Linked DNA regions of Mus musculus: regions 2, 3, 4 and 5 are each linked to region 1. The links are chromatin contacts, called in public HiChIP or PLAC-seq, capture Hi-C and promoter capture Hi-C maps. All regions are on one chromosome and are shown on one strand. The core of a region is the stretch at or near the end of the contact, and the rest is flanking DNA. Distances in the headings are between cores, read along the strand shown.

Evidence for each region. Promoter capture Hi-C pulls out the DNA fragments that hold promoters and counts their contacts. HiChIP or PLAC-seq counts read pairs in DNA pulled down with a chosen protein or histone mark. Capture Hi-C pulls out chosen DNA fragments and counts their contacts.
Region 2: an HNF4G HiChIP or PLAC-seq map of pancreatic cancer cells shows a contact between it and region 1. The contact joins the promoter of Fubp3 here to the promoter of Qrfp in region 1. A contact is called at or near these places in 12 of 39 promoter capture datasets (the 3T3-L1 cell line, the HPC-7 cell line, cranial neural crest and 8 more), 1 of 484 Hi-C or Micro-C datasets (nephron progenitors), 1 of 115 datasets of contacts at active chromatin or transcription factors (pancreatic cancer cells) and 2 of 9 other capture datasets (adipose tissue and macrophages).
Region 3: a contact with region 1 is called in a promoter capture Hi-C map of hippocampal neurons, with 2.5 times the contacts expected there. The contact joins the enhancer-like site here to the promoter of Qrfp in region 1. A contact is called at or near these places in 11 of 39 promoter capture datasets (the 3T3-L1 cell line, the C10 cell line, cranial neural crest and 8 more), 1 of 484 Hi-C or Micro-C datasets (the P5424 cell line) and 3 of 9 other capture datasets (embryonic stem cells, liver and pancreatic islet).
Region 4: a contact with region 1 is called in a promoter capture Hi-C map of embryonic stem cells, with 2.8 times the contacts expected there. The contact joins the enhancer-like site here to the promoter of Qrfp in region 1. A contact is called at or near these places in 10 of 39 promoter capture datasets (the 3T3-L1 cell line, cranial neural crest, embryonic stem cells and 6 more), 2 of 484 Hi-C or Micro-C datasets (liver and nephron progenitors), 1 of 115 datasets of contacts at active chromatin or transcription factors (cardiomyocytes) and 2 of 9 other capture datasets (adipose tissue and liver).
Region 5: a capture Hi-C map of macrophages shows a contact between it and region 1, with 4 times the contacts expected there. The contact joins the promoter of Prdm12 here to the promoter of Qrfp in region 1. A contact is called at or near these places in 8 of 39 promoter capture datasets (the 3T3-L1 cell line, 3T3-L1-derived adipocytes, the SN4741 cell line and 4 more), 1 of 115 datasets of contacts at active chromatin or transcription factors (bone marrow-derived macrophages) and 3 of 9 other capture datasets (adipose tissue, liver and macrophages).

The regions. Positions count from the first base shown.
Region 1 is chr2:31,809,306-31,811,886 of GRCm38.p6, forward strand. It overlaps Qrfp (pyroglutamylated RFamide peptide), which reads right to left and starts at 1,275. Exons shown (of 2, transcript NM_183424.4): 1 at 1,102-1,275.
Region 2 is chr2:31,571,358-31,573,938 of GRCm38.p6, forward strand. Fubp3 (far upstream element (FUSE) binding protein 3) reads left to right here and starts at 1,294. Exons shown (of 18, transcript NM_001033389.4): 1 at 1,294-1,596. The coding sequence starts at 1,513.
Region 3 is chr2:32,036,117-32,038,697 of GRCm38.p6, forward strand. Nup214 (nucleoporin 214) reads left to right here. Exons shown (of 36, transcript NM_172268.2): 30 at 1,986-2,056. Among named protein-coding and RNA genes, the nearest start is that of Mir7674, 14 kb to the right of the region's middle. Within about 2 kb of position 1,310, at least 106 of the 459 cell types and tissues checked have an H3K27ac peak or open chromatin away from gene starts, as enhancers often do. A contact at or near this core is called in the P5424 cell line, hematopoietic stem and progenitor cells, hippocampal neurons and 2 more, where this site is marked.
Region 4 is chr2:31,590,719-31,593,299 of GRCm38.p6, forward strand. It overlaps Fubp3 (far upstream element (FUSE) binding protein 3), which reads left to right. Exons shown (of 18, transcript NM_001033389.4): 3 at 1,745-1,778. Among named protein-coding and RNA genes, the nearest start is that of Fubp3, 19 kb to the left of the region's middle. Within about 2 kb of position 1,288, at least 17 of the 459 cell types and tissues checked have an H3K27ac peak or open chromatin away from gene starts, as enhancers often do. A contact at or near this core is called in embryonic stem cells, where this site is marked.
Region 5 is chr2:31,638,738-31,641,318 of GRCm38.p6, forward strand. Prdm12 (PR domain containing 12) reads left to right here and starts at 1,300. Exons shown (of 5, transcript NM_001123362.1): 1 at 1,300-1,584. The coding sequence starts at 1,362.

The sequences.
Region 1 (2,581 bases), core at 25-2,524:
TGAATAGGTCTAGCAGCTCTGCTGGGAAACCCCACTGTCTCCCTAATTCAGGAACAAGTTGCTCTTGGGAGGGGGAAATGGGCCTGGTGGCCCTTGTGTAAGTCAAACTCCTACCTGGGGAGGAGCTAGAGGCAAGGCTGGGGACAGCCAGCACCCACTGAGCTCCCACTGGGCAGGACAGGCTCTGGTGAATGGGTTTCTCTGTACAGTAAGTCTGTCTACAGCAAACGCTGCCCCACCACACAGCTCTGGGCTCTAATGTCAGTGTGGTTTCTCCCTGTGCCAGTCTCTAGGGAAATGATTGCTTCCTGATGATAGCCATCCAGCCCACCAACCCCGGGGCCACCCCCCCTAGGACCTCAGGCACAGAGAGCCTCAGGGTTTGCCCTAGGTCCTACAGCTTTATAAGAAAGAGAGCTGAATTCAAGGTAGCCTCATTACTCTGTGCCCCCATACCTGTCTCATTGTCTCGAGGTCCCCCCCCCCACATCCCTTGGTGGGAACTGTTCCCTTCCCTCACAGAGGATGCTTGTGTTTGCAGTGACCATGGGTGAGCTGAGCCGAGCTGGCTCATCCTCTGAGGAAGCCCCTGAAGCTGGAAGTGGCGGGGGACGGAGGGGGGAGGGGGGGGGACAGGGGGGACGACTTCTTTCCAGAAACAGCTCCCTTGAAAACATTTCAAAGAAGTGAGCGCAGCCAGAAAGCTTCAAAAACAACAACAAAAGCAGCCCTGCTTTCTACCCAAATCCAGCTTGCTAAGCCCCCTAGTCCCCAGGGCCTGGAGTAGCCTCCAGTCTGCTGCTGCTAAAGGGGCTTCCTCAGGCACGGGTGGAGAGGGCAGGGCCCCCCACATGGGACAGACAAGTCTCATTCCCTTCTCCCCATAGAAGGGGAGGACCAGGAATGGTCTTTATCCCCAGAGATTAATACTTCCTGGCTGGCATCTAGGGCCGGCTGGCTCTGGTGGAACTTGAGCTGAGGATGAAGCTGCGGGTCTCCCACACACCCGCCCTTCCTGGTGTGTGGCTCGTGGTGCTGGCTGTACCCGCCTGCACCCAGCTCACCTGGAGAGCCTGGCCTCCCGTCCCTTGCTGTACTCACTGTGCTGAGGGCTGCTCTAAGAAGGGCAGGTGAGTCCCTGGACCCCAGTTGTCAGGCAGAGCTGCTCAGGTCCCGGTCCAGCAGGCATGGCTCTGGGGTTCCCCCGCTTTATAAAGCTCCCTGGAGAGGCGAGCCCCAGCCTGCCTGATTGCTATGCATTCCTAGCCCCAGGATTCCTTTGGGGCTGCTGGTGGTGAAGGAAGGGGCACCGTGGGCCAAAGGACAAAGAGACAACGCAAACAGGATGTGGTCTGATGAAGAGTGGCGGGCGCCACCCTTGCAGCACAGAGAGCATCATCACGGGTCAACCGCGGGCTCAGACACTGGAGGTTCCCGGTGGAGACATGGAGGCCCACTCTTGAGAACCCTGATGGTGGCCCTGCCTTGGTCTCCCTCCAGAGACGGTGGGCTTACAGAGGCAGCATCCTCACTGCTGAGAGGGCTTGGAGGGTCATGGACACCCAGTCCCTTCTGTAGGCAGATGAGGTGTTCTGGTATATGATATACCCCTCCTTAGGAGCCTCGGGAGACATGAAACTGGGCAGGAATTCTTGGTTCTGAGGGGTTCAAGGTTTAGAACTCATGGCTAAGCAGGTCCCTCTCGGGCGACAGCTCCAGCAACACACTCAGTCTGTGACAACAGTGGTATGTTCTGTCTCTCTCACCATGCGGCCTCATGGCTGGTCATACTTTCCAGAGTTGGCTGCCCATCCAGACATAAAGCCACAGGGCCTGCCCTTCTAAATGGCGGAGTATGATCATACCTACCTCCCCAGTGGCTGTCAAGGTGGCTGGGAGATAAGGCATCGAGTTAGCTAGGTGTAGACTTGGCAAAGGTGTAGGGCAGGTAATGAGGCCTTCCTCCCACACTGGCACCCTCAGGAAGGACAGGGTTGTCTGTCACCACCACCCCTAACCACACACCATGACTTCTCTTCCGCTGAGTCCACGGCTGGGTGCTGTTCTTACCGGCCGGCACCACCGCAGTGAGTGTGTGTCTGCAGGGGCTGTAGATACCTCATCTCCATAGCCTCCTCCTTTTACCAGACTCCCTCTGGATGCTGACCACGGGTGCTCTGGCCAAGGTGTGGTCACTGCCCATTCCAGGGCCACTACTCAGTGCAGTTCTTCCGGTGACTAATGACAATGCCCCACCCACACACCCTGGATTCAGCAACTGCATGGTAGGGTGGGACCCTTCCCCTGTGGCCCACTCAGTTCCTCAGTTCACACTGGGCTCCCACCTGCCGTGCTGTGACTATGGGGCTGGGAGGCCAGCTCAGACATTTGCTTTAATCAAACACTTGGCTCTGAGGGCTGGGCAGACTCCCAAAGCGCTTTTCAGGCACACTCCTGGGTTCCTGCCTGCATCTGTCCCTCTGATCCTTGAGCCCCAGTGTCTTCAGCTACTGTCCGCCATGATGGGGGACCTTGCCAGCAGCTGCTGTCCAGGCCAGCGTGGAGTCTGGAGTTGAGGGTG
Region 2 (2,581 bases), core at 44-2,543, 240 kb before region 1:
CCCTGGATAGAAGAACATCCCATTTCTACTCATCAGGGCCAGCCAGTTGGGAGTATGGAAGAGTGGACAGTGTTTCCTCAGAGGTTGGTAGGACAAACGTCAAGTAGGGCCAAGTCTGTCCTGAAGATTGAAACTCTGTGTTTGCTAAACTCAAGCATAGATGAAGTGAAAACTCTCCACCATCCAGAGTGCCAGCTTGGTCTCCCCTACGGGTTTGGAAATGATCTGTCTAAAGTGATCAACCTGTGCAGTTTGGCCAGCTTCTTTGATTTTGCCATAATCTAGGAATCATTCAGAGTCAGCGATATTCAACTTAGAATTAGTTTCCTAAGCATCTGCTATGTGCCAAACTCTAGGAATCCAAGAAAAAAAAAAAACGAGAGCCTCAGGGTTGATGAGGTGGCTCCGCGGTGTGGGTGTTTGCTGCCAGACCTGATAACCTGTTTGATTCCCGGGACCCATATGGTGGAAGTATATAACCAACTCTAGGGAGTTGTCCTCTGACTTTCACATGTATGTGGTGACACATTCTACACGCACACACTGAAACGAAGAATGGAAGGAAAGAATAGTAAATTGAGTTTCAAGTAGCTAGCTGCGGGTGACCTAGAACATGACCTTGAACTCCTGAACTTCCGTACAAACCCACTGCCCATACATATTGGCACAGTGGGGTGTAACTTTTTGTTCTGACGGAGGCAGGGGGTTCTGAAGTGAGACTCCCCCCTTTTCCTTCCCCTCAAGCATTCAAACATTCCTAAAGATCTCTTGCCTCAGCAGGCCCGGAAGCAATGATGGTCCCACGGTATTTCCTGTTACCCGGGTGAAAGAATGTGAAAGAGGACACCAGGCTTCTTTTGAGCAGTGTCATCAAACCGATCCTTGGCAAACTGATGGCCCATTCTGGAGCCTGGGACTCCCTGCAGCAAAGGCGGAGCCCTGCCGTACTAAGGGTCCTAGTACCAAGTAAGGTGCTCAATCTCAGTCAATGCAGCACACCACGACCCCACTTCGAGAGGGAGGGGGCTGCCAGTGCACCTCGACGGCTTGGGTAAGGTGTTGGAAGAGCCAAGTCCAAGTTTCTCCTCCGTCAGGTGGCAAAACCACACAGCGGGGGACTATAAGGCCGCACCTGCGCCGCGGTGGCGGTCCCACGCTTGCTAAAGGCCTGGGGCCCACGCCTTTGGAGGGCGGGGTCGCAACCTGGTCTTTTTGACGGACATCTGCCTGTGCCCAGGGCAGGCCCCCCTCGCGCCACGGCCACGCCCCCACTTCCGGCCGGACAGCGGTCACGTGCTTTGAGACCCCGCCTCACAGACGCTGCTTTCCCCCAACCTATCTCTCTCTCTCTCTCTCTCTCTCTCTCTGTCTCCCTCTGAGCTAGCAGTGCCTTCCCTTCGCTTCCCTTCCGCCGGAAGTGGGGCGACTTTCCCTTTCCGGCTACGGGTCCCGGAGCGGAGTGGGAGGCCGGACCGGGGGAGCCGAGCGACGGCGGTGGCGGTGGGCTTGGCTATGGCGGAGCTGGTGCAGGGGCAGAGCGCTCCGGTGGGCATGAAGGCTGAGGGCTTTGTGGATGCCCTGCACCGGGTCCGGCAGGTACGGGCGCGGGAGGCCGGGGGCGGGAGGCCGCTGCGCCGACGCCTCCGGTGGGCGCCTAGGGCCGCGAGTCGCGGGAGGCCCGGGCGGTTCCCTCGGGAGCTCCGGGGCCAGAGGAAGCTTTTGCCAAGCGCTCCTGGCGCCCGCGCGCCCGACTGCACCCAGCGGCCTGCTCTCCATGATTCAGATCCCAGCAGGTCCTGGTTGTAGACCCCAGGCATCCATCTCACGCCCTGGACGTGGCTTCTGCAGCTTTGGGAAACCTCGCCTTCCACTTAATGCATTTCAAGCATATTGGAAGAAATTCGAGGATATTTTATATTTGAAATTCTCTATTTTGCAGAGAGAAGGGGAGGTGTTAAGTGGGTGGTCCTCGAGAGTTCCTTCTGGCGATTAGTCTTAACTCTACTGGGAAGAGTGTGGGATGGACTCGTTCGGACCGTGAAACTACCATCTGGCAATATTGTGCGTTTTGTCAGTGAAACTGGCTTTTTAGAGGACTTAGGCTTCTCTGAATGAATATGGGACCTCTCTGGCTCCTGGCATGGTGCCTAGTACAAAATTGTCCTTGTATTTTGCCTGAAACTTAGTGACAAGTTACCCCGACGCTCAAACTTTCCTCTATCCAGTGATGTTTATCTTCTCTGACTTTGTCAACTCTCTGGTTCTTTGAAAGTCGGGCTGTGTAACTAATGACGGTTTGGTTCCTAGTAGAATACCTGCCACAGGACTCATTGTTGGGAGAGTTTGACCGGTCACGTGAAAATGGGGTCTTTTCATCACTTTCCAGTAGTCCTTCGAGGAAACCCTACCTGTCTCCCCTATACTTTGCATATTAATACTGATGGTTCTGTAGACATTGTTTTATAACCTACCACAAATGTTGGACTCACCCAAAAGTTTCTCTGGTGGGTTGTTACTGCCTAGTTGGAGCAGTGAGTATCCAATAGTGTGATGATACTTCAGTTACTCCATGATTGTAATG
Region 3 (2,581 bases), core at 60-2,559, 230 kb after region 1:
AACACAACTCTGAACACCACCATCCCACCCACCACCACCTGGTCTCCTCCCTGTGCCCTGAGACTGCAAGCACATGGCCTATCTGGGTGAGGGGCATTTAATGGGCAGGGAGAAGGCCTAAGACTTAAAGGAGAGTAAAATCTTGCCACTGCTTGTCCTGAGCATCAAGGACAGAACTTTAAAAAGTATGTACAAACATCATTGAGCCGGCTCACCAAATTTGGAGCCTCCCAAGGGGTCTTGTTTAAACATAGAAGTGCTTGGTTAGATCCTGGGGCCGACCTCCAGTTGTCTGTTCTCCGGGAAACTCCACCCTGCTTAGTTATAGGCCTGCATCCCTTGCCTCACTTCCAGTTGTACCTGGCAGAAGAGACTCCACTCTGATGGAATCCAGTACTTGAGTGTATGTAGATAGGGAGAATGATTGCTGGTGTGGGTCACTGGCAGTACTCTTGTTAGCCAAGATCGTGACGGTATGCCACCCGCCACCACCTGACCTGGTAGGAGAGAAGAGTTCAATCCTAGGGACTTTTAGAATGCTAACAGTGAGGTAAGAACCTCGCAATCGGCCCTCCACATGTATGGGTTCTGTACCTGCAGATGTGGCCCTCCATGGATTGAAATAACTAGGGAAGATCTATGCTGACCATGTACACTTTTTCTTGCCATTATCCCTGAGCAGGACAGAGTAGCAGCTAGTTGACATAGTCTCTCCAGTATACTTCCGTGTACCATAAGTCATCCCAAGGTGATGGAAGATATGTGGGAGCCTGGACACACGGGCTCAAACACCACAGCGTGCCACGTCATGAAAGAGACTACTGCATCCTCAGATTTTATATCTGGGTACTCTCAGAGATCTAGAATTTATGGATACCAAGAACAGCTGTGTTTACATAGAATTTTCTCCATTTCCTCAGTGGGGAAGCGTTTTTTTTTTAATTGTTAATATATTTATTGACATTTTTGTGTGTGTTTGCATGCATGTATATAATACAATTTGATCAGAATCACATATCTCCAGCCCCCTATCTTACCCTCCTCTCTGGAACCCTTCCTTTCTAACAACCCCTCCTGCTTTCTGTTTCTTTTCTTTCTTAATGACTGGCTGAGTTTAACAGTTTGATTAGCTTTTATGAACGTAGGTATGGGATTGCTTACTGGATCACAAACAACTATCCATAAATACACTTCTGGAGAAAAATTACTCCCCTTCTCCAGTAGCCATTAACTACCAGTAGGTCCTCAACTAGACGTAGGGTGTTATGAGTTCCGCCCCCTCTGTCCTGGACTGTTAGCAAGCAGGAAATGGTTCCTGCTGTGGGCCCCTGAGCACAGCAGTCATGTCGTATTTAGAAAACAGTTTTACTCTCTTCCTGCCGATGGTCATGCTCTTCAATTCTTTATACTTCTTGCTCTGTCTTCCAAAGTATTCTGGGAGCCTTTAGTCCAACTTAGGGTAAGACACCGGACAGTCTCTTAGTCTCAGCACAGTTAGCAGTCTCTTCACTAACCAACTGCCCACTTCAAAAAGCTGCTGTGACTAAGACTGAGAGCAGTGTTAATCTGTGGGTGTAAGTACAAGTATTCAGAAAGAAATTGGACTTGTCTATTTAGCAGAACAACAATAATAGCTTCTCCCCGCCAGTGTATGACCTTGTCAGCCTGGGATTTTAACCAGTTTGTTTACAGTGCCAGGAATGAATTTCCTCCTGTGGAGCAGGCCTCTAAGCAGAAAGTGATAGTTTACTTCCATACATTCATGCCATGGCTACATAAATAGGCCTATCTTTTCCAGCGGTTTAGTACTGGAGCAGGTACACTCACCCCTGGAGAAGGCCAGTGATGGCTTTTACATCCAGTGACGTTCATAACACATCTATAGGCTGTGGGTGTTTTGATTGGGTTTGGGTTTGGGTTTGGGTTTAATTTTGATGTTTAAAAAAGATTTCTCCAAATTGAATCTTTGTCTTTGTGTCTTACAGGTTTTGGGTCTAGTAATACTGGTTCTGTGTTTGGCCAGGCAGCCAACACTGGTGGGTCAGTCTTTGGCCAGGTAAGTATACATGATTGTCTCTCTCTGTGTGATCATCTGTCTAGTTTTTTCCCAGTGTAATAGACTTAGTTTATGCTCAGGGTCCAGGCTGGCAAGCAACCACATACAGTTCCTTTTTCCTTCTTTTTCTTTTCCTTTTTTCTTTTCTTTTTCTTCTTTTCCTTTTTCTTTTCCTTTTTCGGATTCTTTCCAGACAGATTTCTCTGAGTTGCTCTGGCTGTCCTGGAACTCACTCTGTAGACCAGGCTGGCCTCGAACTCAGAAATCTGCCTGCCTCTGCCTCCCGAGTGCTGGGATTAAAGGTGTGCGCCACCACGCTCGGCACATTCTAATTTTAGTACAGTGATATGCGTAAGCAAGCCCTCATTTCTCTATAACGGTTCATTTCCCAACATTTTGAAGTGAGCAGGTTTCTGTCTCACACCACCGTGCCCCTCAGCTGGCAGTCCCCATTGTTCCTCTGCACTGCTGCCTTTCCTAAAGCCTGTCTTATTCTGCATCATCACCCAATGTCAGCTTAACTAA
Region 4 (2,581 bases), core at 38-2,537, 220 kb before region 1:
GATGCCTCCATGTGTCAGGGAAGCAGTTAGAATAATAGCAGGTGTGAGGCCCACGACATGTACCTTGCCAACAAAAAGGAATTTCAGTTGTGAGCACAGGCTGTCACTGAATGCTGTTTAAACAGAAACCCTGGAATATTCCAGTGAGGCTTACACAGTTCTTTGTCACCAAGTCACCCATTGCTGTGTTCCTGTGGCTTCTGTCATAACTGAAGATCATCAGCCTGCAGTGTCTCTGAGCCTGCTCTGCCATGTAGCTCTCAGGACCTTATTCACGTGCAGTGTTTAGTTCTTCTGTATTCAGTGGACTCTTCACCCTCTAGTAGAGGGATTCTGATGGAAATTGGAAAGCTAAACTTTTGAGGTAGGGCTCTCATTATAGCCCAGGCTGCCCTTGACATCTGTGTATATGTAACTGAGGCTGGCTTTACAGGGGTAGAACAGCTGTGCAGCCCCACAAGCCTCTGCCCTTGCCCCTTTCTTTGGTGTGTTGTTTTGTCCCCCTTAGTGGACAGTTCTTGGGCAAAAGCCTATGATGGGGATTCCTTTCCTAATCTGGAGAGTGTCCAGATTTCATGCGAATGGGAATCCAGCACTGGGTAAGGGCAAAGAAAGTTCTAAGAGTCAATTAAAAAACAACTCTATCTCTGAGATAAGCGACTAACAGTGTCCAGCGTCTGTGCTTTGGCTGCAGACCATCATCTTGCTATTGATCCAGATGGAATATGGTTTTTGTTTTTTGTTTTTTCTTGGATCAATAGCTTCAGTGAACTTAGTAGTTTACTTTTGCTGTATTGTTTCTCCTTTTGGAGTATCAGGGTCTGGATTGCACTCCTTTGTCTCTCTATAGTCCTCCAGTGTTCAGAGGATGGCAGGTAACTGGACAGGACGCAGCAGCTCTTAAGCCTTCACTCTTTCCAGATATTGGTGTGCTTCCCCAGAGACACACTTTTGAATGCTTTTTTAGCATCTTGAAAGGTCCGTTCAGTTCTTTACTATTGGTTTGGGTTTATAATCTCCCTCTGTCTGCTGACTATATTTCTTGAACTGCATTTTCCAGAAGAGAAGCAGCATAGAACCATTTCTGCTGATGGCTGGTGAAGGAGGAGCACATCAATAGCTGAGAGACAGAAACCAGATCAGGGAGTCTGACAGCCGCTCTGGGAATGAGATTGCAGAGTCTGTTCTAATAGTGAGAGGCTGTTGCCACTCAACTCTGTGAAATGGGCTAGAGAAGCTGCTGCAGGAGGGCGGAGCCTGGTCTTCTCTGAATTGTTCTGGGTGGGGTAAGGGATGACAAAACAGGGACATATGTGCATGTTCTTTGTAACTACAGCTGCCTTGGAGCAGTCTTCAACTGTGCTTCCATGGAGGTAAATCTGCTCATTTGGTTTTAAAAGAGCAGGAGCGTCCTGAGTATCTTCGTTGGGTTTGGATGCCGGGCAAGAGGGAGAGAGCAGGATTTAGACAGACAGGCTTCCCTCGTAGGCTCTCAGCATGTGGACATACAGATCAATTTCTTATCCTTCGTTCAGCTGGACACTGGGTTAGAGGCTGTTGAGCAAGATGTCCCCTCCTGTTTCATATCACATAACGCATTCATTTCAGCCACTGAGCCTAAATTACTGTTTGCTTTCTTTCTGCCTCCCTCCCACCCCCTGAACAGTAAGAATGTGGGTAAGGATGGAGTTAGTTTATCCGTGCTAATGCTTTGATTTTTCTTTTCTCTTTCTCTTTGCCACAGTAGGTAACCAGTTAGGGGCCTTGGTACATCAAAGGTAAGCAGTGGGTTATGTTTTATTATTTATTGATCATTTCTAATTGTTTATTGATCCACCATCTGCACTGGAGTGTTAGCAAGTCAGAGGTTGGAAGTGTGGGAAGCCAGGGGCTAGATTTTCTTAAGATCCATGGTTCCTGCAGCCCTCTCCAGAACAGTGCAGGCCAGAGGAACAGACTGATCCGAGGCACTAAACCAGCCCCTGTAGAGCCTCAAGAGACTCTGACAATAGAGGAGTTGCTCTCTTCCACTGTAGATTAGATTTGAAAGGAGGGACGGCATTGTCCTGCTGGTTCTGTGGATCTTCCAGTACTCAGATCTTCAGCCTCTTCACAGGAGAAGAATGCATTCTTGGGTGAACAGAGTGTTGGGGGCTTCGAAAGCAAGATGTGCCTGGGATTGAGGATTTGTTGGGAGAATCTTGGCTAAGTGCCTAGTTTCTTCTCAGCTTCTCTTTTCCCCCATAGCCCTCCATTAAGTTGAGGATTTAGATACAAAGACCCTAGGCTTTAAAAAGGCCCATCTGTAAGATAAGAGTATCTGGTCATAGCATCACCCACAGGAAAGGGGAAAGTGCTCCGGGGACTGTGGTCTTCTCTTCTGCAGAGAATGTTAACTGTCAGTTGATGTCCTTAACCTGTGCTGCAAGTGACATAGCTGCTCCCTCCCTGTTGTACATAAAATGCTGGGTCTGTTAACATCACCAACAGTCAGTTAAGTTGGAAGGTTTAGCCTGAATTTCTTGTTTCATTGTTTTGTTTGTTTAATGAGTTAAAATAACTTATGTGAGGTTGTTAGTAT
Region 5 (2,581 bases), core at 50-2,549, 170 kb before region 1:
CCTAGGTTGAAATCCCAGTAGACTGATTCCAAAGCAGGGCCCAGCAGATGGCTTTGCCCTGGGCCGTCCGCAATTTCAGAGGCATTTTGGGTGTCTGCAATTCCCATCTTGCATTGCTCTAGGGTATTCCACAGATGTGAGTATCTGATGACCTTTCAATACTCCCCACCCCAACTTAGTACTCCTAGGGCTGGTAACCTTTCTATGGTAGGTGAGATCCAGCCCCGACGGCGACTCCTCAGCAGCCCTCTGTGCTGGTGACGGAAGTTTTACACTGGCTGTGCGCAGCGAGCAGAGCTCTTGGGGAGCCCGTTTAGGACGAAGCGCCCGCTTGGGTAGCGCTGCCAGCGCAAGAGATCTGCATCTCCCAAGCTGTCCGGGTTGCCACCGCAGCTTAAGGAGTGAAGCCTCTAAAGAGCAGAGGGTGTGGGACGAAGGAGAGGTGGGGATCGGACAGAGTACTGGGCTTGGTTAAGGAGATAGGCAAAGCACCGGCAGCTCTGGGAGTGGCCCGCAGAGCTAGGAAGGTGAAGGCCTAGCTTGGGATCCACAGTGATCAAGGATCTTGCTTAGCCCGGGTGAGCATGGGGACCCGCGGGGTTTGCAGCCATACGCCCCCTCTTTCTCAGTCTAGTCCCGGGAGTAAAGGCAAGCCTCGCTGCGCAGCATCCCCTACTTCAACACCCGTCCCCCCCCACCCCCCTTCCTCGCTCCGGGCCGCGAGTTGAGCCTCCCTCCCTGCCTGGAGCTTCCCACGGGGAGAAGAGGAGGAGGGGGAGGAGGAGGAAGGCTGGGGGGAGGGAGGAGCAGAGGGAGACTATTCTGAGCGGTCCGCACGCTGCCCCCGCCCCTCGCGCTGTCGGTGAAGGCTCCTTCGAGCCTGGCCGGGTACAAGTCTGTCCTTCGACGTCAGGGGGTCATTAATAACCAATTAGGAGGGTCACTGCAGCTCCTATAAAAGAGCTGAGATTTTGCTAAGGGGAGGACGGTCCTGGCTGGGTGTATAGAAGGCTAGTGGGAAACCGAGAGTCCTTGGTCGTTGTCTCTCTACAGCCACCCGCCGCCCACCCTTCCCGCACCCCTCCTGGTATCCACCCTTGTCTCCACCCGCGGACTTCCAGCCCTCCGTGCTGCCTCTGCCATCTCTGCAGATTTTGTGAATCTCCGGTTTGGCTCCCTGTCTTCCCAGCCATCTCTTGCCACGCACTCCCCAGTGCACCCTCCTCCTGCTCCTCTTCCTCCTCCTCCCTCGTGTTGTGTCACCCTCCTCTCCTTTCATTCCTTTGACCCCTCTTCGTTGCCCACCTCTCCGGAGTCCACCTAGCCGTCCTTCGGCGCCCGCGGCGAGCCCTCCGCCGCCCATGATGGGCTCTGTGCTCCCAGCTGAGGCCCTGGTGCTCAAAACAGGGCTGAAGGCTCCGGGGTTGGCGCTGGCAGAGGTCATCACCTCCGACATCCTGCACAGTTTCTTATATGGCCGATGGCGCAACGTGCTAGGCGAACAGCTGCTGGAAGACAAGAGCCACCACGCCAGCCCAAAAACGGCCTTCACGGCCGAGGTCCTGGCGCAGTCCTTCTCAGGAGGTGAGTGTGCCGTCGGGGCTCCACTCCTTCGCTCTTCCTGGCTACCCCCAATTCTCAGGTTAGCGGCACGGGTCCAGATGGGGAACACAGGGGCTGGGGCTGCCGCTCCCAGCCAGGATGCGCTCTCCCTAATCAGCGCACCTCAGTTTTTTCGTGGGTCCAACCTGGGTTGCAACGGCCTCATGGAAGCAGAGAAGAGGCATGTAGGAATGCAGGAGGCTCAGGGACCAGATCCCAACGACCGGAGCGACTTACCTCGGTCAGCCCGGGCTCTCCTGTGTCGTCTCTCCCCACCCCATCCTCCAGCCTGGAGCTGGCGGTTTCCTGGCATTAAAAGCCTTACTGGGCGTGTAATAGCAGTTGACTCAAAAAGAAGGGGTTTTAAATTCATTTGGTTAACTTGGGCTTGACCCGCGAAAGTTCCCACTTAAACCACAAACTTTAAAAGACAGCCGGGGCCGGGAAGGGGCGGAGGGCGGGCAGGCCGGAGAGAAAAAGCCGCAGAGAGCGAGGGAGAGAAAGAGAGCGAAGAAAGTTTCTTTTCTTTAAGATGTCTCAAGTTCTTATTCCTCATTCGTCACCCCGCAAACAATATCTTTCCCCAGCGCTGGCGTCTCTGAGCGACGCCCTCTCTTCCCCTTTAAGATCGCTGTTCCTCTCTTAATTTACCGTGAAGACTAATTCCACTTCCATTCACGCTATGTCAACCATCTAATCCTGCCTTTTTGTAAGGGGAATTCCTCGGCCCCTTTTAAACAAGTCCCCTCCGCATTGAGATACAATTTACTGCTACAGCTTTCTTCCAGGGCTAATGAATTTAGAATTAGCAATTTCTTTCGAATGGAACCGAATGAATGCGATCACTTTAACAGCGTGACAAATTGCCGGCCGCTCCGCAATGGACACCGTTTAACCCCCCCTTTCAGCCGGCCGGCTCGCCGGGTATTTTCCCAGGTAGCTTAGAGGGGAACCTTGTAAGACATGGAGGCCGCCCCTG